Regions from separate parts of the Pan troglodytes genome. Here region 1 is linked to region 2. The links are chromatin contacts, called in public Hi-C maps. All regions are on one chromosome and are shown on one strand. The core of a region is the stretch at or near the end of the contact, and the rest is flanking DNA. Distances in the headings are between cores, read along the strand shown.

Evidence for each region. A called contact is a pair of places that touch in the nucleus more often than the background predicts.
Region 1: a Hi-C map of induced pluripotent stem cells shows a contact between it and region 2, with 4 times the contacts expected there. The contact joins the enhancer-like site here to the promoter of EPHB1 in region 2. A contact is called at or near these places in 3 of 7 Hi-C or Micro-C datasets (induced pluripotent stem cells and stem cell-derived neural progenitor cells) and 1 of 1 datasets of contacts at active chromatin or transcription factors (stem cell-derived excitatory neurons).

Annotation. Positions count from the first base shown.
Region 1 is chr2:138,473,560-138,476,259 of NHGRI_mPanTro3-v2.0_pri, reverse strand. All of the region lies in intron 12 of EPHB1 (EPH receptor B1), which reads right to left. Among named protein-coding and RNA genes, the nearest start is that of EPHB1, 440 kb to the right of the region's middle. Within about 2 kb of position 1,284, at least 1 of the 24 cell types and tissues checked has an H3K27ac peak or open chromatin away from gene starts, as enhancers often do. A contact at or near this core is called in induced pluripotent stem cells, where this site is marked.
Region 2 is chr2:138,035,150-138,037,849 of NHGRI_mPanTro3-v2.0_pri, reverse strand. It overlaps EPHB1 (EPH receptor B1), which reads right to left and starts at 1,319. Exons shown (of 16, transcript XM_001151617.7): 1 at 890-1,319. The coding sequence starts at 947.

The DNA.
Region 1 (2,700 bases), core at 35-2,534, 440 kb before region 2:
AATGTGAGGACATGAGATTTGGGAGGAGTCAGAAGTGGAATGGTATTAGTTGGCTATCTCCCCACCCAAATCTCACCTTGAATTGTAGTTCCCATGATCCCTGTGTGTTGTAATAGAGACCCAGTGGGAGGTAATTTAATCATGGAGGCAGTTACCCTTCTGTTCTACTGTACTAGTGAGTGAGTTCTCACCAGATCTGATTATTTTATAAGGAGTTTTCCCCCCTTTTGCTTGGCACTTCTTGCTGCCACCATGTGAAGAAAGACATGTTTGCTTCCCCTTCCACCATGATTGTAAGTTTCCTGAAGCCTCCCCAGCCATGCTGAACTGTGAGTCAATTAAACCTCTTTCTTTATAAATTACCCAGTCTTGAGTATGTCTTCATTAGCAGCATGAGAACAGACTAATACAGCAAATATTTTTCAACATTGTACTAAGCCTCAAAAGATCTTAAAATGATGAAAAAGGAAAAAAGCAGCAAATTGGCCTCATTAATGTTTCTGTCAAGTATATCTGTGCCCCAAAGGAAATGGAGGGCAAATTGAGATAAAGTTTACATTGTATGTCAAGAGTCACCCTGGAGTTGGCAGGTTGGACACTCTGCCTTCGAGCAGTGACCCTCCTGACTGTGTGGTTGATCAGCCTGGGTACAGCACCTGCTTGCGAGTGAGGGTCTGTGCAATCCATTGTAGACAAGTTCACACACAGATGGTCCTGCCCTCAGGGGGCATCCATGTGGCGCACCCCTGCTCCTGTTCCACAGTCACTGTCTACTGCACTGCTCTAAAGTGAGCTGCAAGTGTTTCTGTGTCAAATTAGAAAGGTATTTTAGAATAAATGTCTCAACTTAAAAGCACTCTGAAGGTACACTGACCCATTTTCCTCAATCTAATGAGTAAAGTGATATTTTTCCAGATAAGACTCATAACAACTAAGAAGGAAAAGAAGTTTTTGCCTAAAAGGTTATCTTGCTCTGAGTGTCACCAGCTTCTAACAGCTAGTGGAAATGGCTTCTGGCTGCTGAATTGCAACTGAGTCTATATAATAAAGAGGCTGTTCCCAGTTCCCCAGGATGCCAGGAATTTGCATGAAAACAGTCTCTCATCTTCTGAAAGAGTTCATCTGGCCCTGCTGCTTATTTCTTTCCAGAAGCCACAATCTTGATGGTGACACTGTAATTTATTACCGTGCTAAGGATTATGATGCAACATACAGAGAATGAAAACTTGAGGTGGGAAGCAGGCTGCAGGAACAGGTGAGCTTTTGGAGAGGATGGTCTCGTTTGTCATGCAAATGGCACACATAACAGAGAAGAGGGCTGGGAGAAAAGACAACCCAAAAAGACACACAGCATTAGCTGCCGACAAAATTGTTTCTAAATAGAATGTTTTTCAAAGCTTTTCTTGAAGCATTAGCTGCTCCTCCAAAATGAATGGCAGAATGTATTTCGTACTAGTAATAAAATATGTGATTTGAATAACTACAAATGGAAAGATTTACAATTGGGTGGGGTCCTTGCTGCCTCTCCCCTGAGCTTTGTGAGCGCTGAAACCCTTCTGTGCAATGCTGCAAAAGGTAATTGCAGCCCAAACATAATTTTCCAGCAGCTACAGAAAGGCTTATTTGGACATAAATTAACTAAAAATATGTGGATGATAGTGTGTATTTCATGTGTGAAGAACAGAAAGGCCACTTGGTGACATTTCCCAACTGGAAAAAAAATCTTCAACCAAACAGACGTCATTTTTCTGTACTATACTGACTGGGCAAACAGCTCTCTTTTACTATCCACACCCAAAACAGCCTCTGATGGCCAGGATACAGGCATTATTATTTCTTTTTATTATCCAGTGCTTCTTGAGTTTACAATTAAAAAGAAAGGATGGAGAGACAAGGGCTAAATAATTAACTAGCTGCCTTCATTCATTTGACATTCAGGCCCCTCTCTGAGCCAGGCCAGGGACAATAAAGGGCAAAGAAACAGCATCCCTTCAGCCCTGAGGAGGACACTGTCCAGGGAATCCCGCAGTGGTAGTCAGGTCTTTAGTGGTGCAGATCCTATGTTCATCGCCTCACTATTCATGACAGCAAAGACATGGAATCAACATTAGGTGCTCATCAATGGTGGGTTGAATAAAGAAAATGTGGTACATGTACACCATGGAATACTATGCAGCCACAGAAAAGAAAGAAATGATGTCCTTTGTGGTAACATGAATGGAGCTGGAGGCCAGAATCCTAAATGAATTAGTGCAGGAGCGGAAAACCAAATATCACACGTTCTCACTTATAAATGGGAGCTAAACATGGAGCACACATAGACATAAATATGGGAACAACAGACACCGCAGACTACTAGAGGTGAGAGGGAGGGAGGGAGGCATGGGTTGAAAAACTACTTATTGGGTTCTATGCTCACTACTTGGGTCCAATACACCCATGTAACAATCCTACACATGTACCTCATGTATCTAAAGTAAAAGCCAAAATTATTTTAAAAATTTAAATTAAATTACCCTAATTTAGATCTTGTTAATAAAAATAAAAAATAATGGTGCAGGTGTGTTCTCTCCTTGTTTAGTCCCTGAAGCCTGGGTCCTGCTATCAGTGCTCCTGAAGTGAGTGCTCTGGAGAAAGAGCAACTGGACTCACCCCAAAGGGCTTTAGCTTCTCTAGACACTTTGCTCTCCCAGATGGTGG
Region 2 (2,700 bases), core at 70-2,569:
GCGCCCAGGCTCCCCGCCGCGCCGGGCACGGTGTCTTTGGAGCGCGCTTTCCCAGCCACCAAGCCGGAGGCACCGCCAAGTCTGAGCTGGCAGAGAGTGACGCTGCCCGACGACTCCCGGCCGCCGAGTATCCTCTCCGGGGTGGTGGAGAGGCTGGGAGACTTTAGGTAGGACCGACCACTCACCCCAGCCCACTCCTGTTCCAAGGCTCAAGAGGCGAAAAGGGTTTCCACCTCTCCCCGACTGACCCTGGAAACGTGCAGTCCCACAGGCGCCCGGACCACCAGACTGGTCCCCAAGGGTACGGCCAATGAACTCCACCCCTCTCCTTCGGCGGCCACTTGCGGGATACCACGGCAGAGCTTCTCCGGCCCCCGCGCGCAGTGCTTGCACGCCAAGCAGAGTCCACTAGCCCGTGGACTGCGAGCTGGGGAAAAGGAGGTGGCGCGCGGCTGCTCAGAAGCGTATCCGTGCCTGGGAGCAGACGGGCGCCAGTACTCCAGGAGCCGGATGGCCAGAGGCACCCCTTTCTCCCCAACGCCCAGCTCTGGCTCTGCCCCAGAGCTAAGGAGCATGCACCGCAATGCAGCGGGCTCCGAGCTCTCCGAGCGGGGGCTGCGGGAGACCGAGGCTACTAGGGAGTGCCGGGGCGAGGAAGCCGGGGGACTCGCGAGCCAGTTTCGGGCGCTAAGAGCCAGCCGGGGGCGCTCTGGTGGGTGCCGCCCAAGCCCCGCGCTCGGCAGCGGCCGAGGCTCCCAAACCTCCTCGCCCTCGGGTCCCGGGATGCCTGCACCGCAAAGCAGCCAGAGGAACCCCGCGAACCGCGGAGCACAGCAGTCCCGAGGCGGCCGGCACCAGCAGCCAACTTGCTCCGTGGAGGGTACGTTACCTTCCATCGCAGCCACTGCGGATGCCAGGAGGAGCAGTAGCAGATAATCCAGGGCCATCGCCGGCCGGCGGCCCCCAGGCCGAGACCAAGCCGAGGCAGCAGCGCCGGGAGAGCGCCGCGTCCCAGGGCGCCGCTGCGCTCTCCGCGGGTGGCTTCTCGGTATCCTTTCGCGCTCTCGCCCGGACCGGACTTCCCGGAGCGCTGCGTGGGCGTGGGCAGGAGTGTGTGCGCGTGGGGCGGTGCGGGCGCGCGTGGGTGTGGGTGTGCATGTGTGTGTGTGTGTTTATGGGAGAGGTGGGTGTGTGCGTGCGTGTGTGAGAGAGAGAGGGCGAGGGAGAACGAGCCTGGGAGAGCGCGCGAGAGCGAGTGCGTCCTGGTGTCACATTGCTAGCTACAGCGGAGCCTACGGGAGGACGGAGCCGGCCAGACTGACGCGGGAGGGAGCGGGATCCCCCACCATCAGCTCTCTCCCCACCCCTAACACCTCCTGTCCAATCAAGGAATCAAACCTGCAAAATTCCCCCGGCCAATCAGGCGCGAGCACCTCCTTACACTGGCATTGTTAGTTTAAGAAAAACTTTTGCTTGCAAGGCTGTGCGGGAGGGCTCGGAAGGCGCTAGGAGGGGTCCGGGCTCCCCCTCGTGGTGCTCTCGGAGAACCGCAGCGGCCCGCCCAACTCACCCTGTCCCCACATAGGGGGCCCAGCGAAGGAGCTGGGGAGGCCTCGTGCCCTTACATCCCACCCAGGACTGGATCCGCTTTAAATGATCAAATGAGCCTTCGTTCATCTTCTCTGTGACAAGAGCACCCTGCCTACCCTGTTTAGAGCAACTCCAGGGGCGCACCCGTGCCTCTCCTCCAGAGCTCTTCACTCTCTAGCATGGGTTGGTATTTACTAATCGATTTTGTTTATCGTGGGGTCTCCCCCTTATTAAAATGGGGTCACCATTTTCGGATTCTTGCCTATTTTGTTCACTACAGAATCCACAGTTCACAGAACAGTGCCTGGCCTGTGGGAGGCATAGTACATGTCCGTCGAAAGAATGAATACTGTTCAGATAACCTGTGGGCACTTGCTCCAGGGTCCACAGGGAACCGGACTTGCTTCCTGTCCAACGTTTCCCAGCTCTTTTTCTGCAGAAGCCTCTGGTTGCCTTTAGTGTTCACTTCCCAGTGCATTGTGAACTTCCACAGAGGGCCCTGACCCCAGAGGACAGCTCAGCGTGGGGAGACCAGGAGTCACACAGTCAGCTATAAAACAGAAGAGCCTGCAAGAGGGCTCTCCCAGGCCGGTGCAAGGCGAGGTGCACTGTTGCTGTGGGCCAGGCCTTCAGTGTGGGTGGGAAGGACTTAGGCAGCAACTGGGGATGCAGCCTTGGAGATAGGAGCAATTCTCCCAGGCTCAGCTCTCACAGCTACACTTTATCTTCCTGTTTCTGGAGATGGTCAAGGGTTCTAAATCAGAAACTCACCTTGAGGCTGTTATATGTTATGCTGGAGATGTGTCCTTCCCTCCTCTCCCGCCCCCCCTACATACCTGATGATAGTCTGGTCCTACAGGGTCAGGGATGACCCGTTAGGTTCCCCACCCCTCCTCCTACGCCTCTCACCTTGGAGGCACCAATCCTTTCCCCTGGTCTGTTAATGAGCTAACAGTGGGCAGATGCGATATTTCCCTTTGGGATGACTCTCCTTTCTGGGCTTTTCAGTTCCCCACACCCCCCACCTCTGCGTGTCTAGTCTCTCCTTTGCTGGGACTGCTTCCTCTCCACCACAGCCAGACTCAAGTCCCCCAATCCTGACAATTCTTT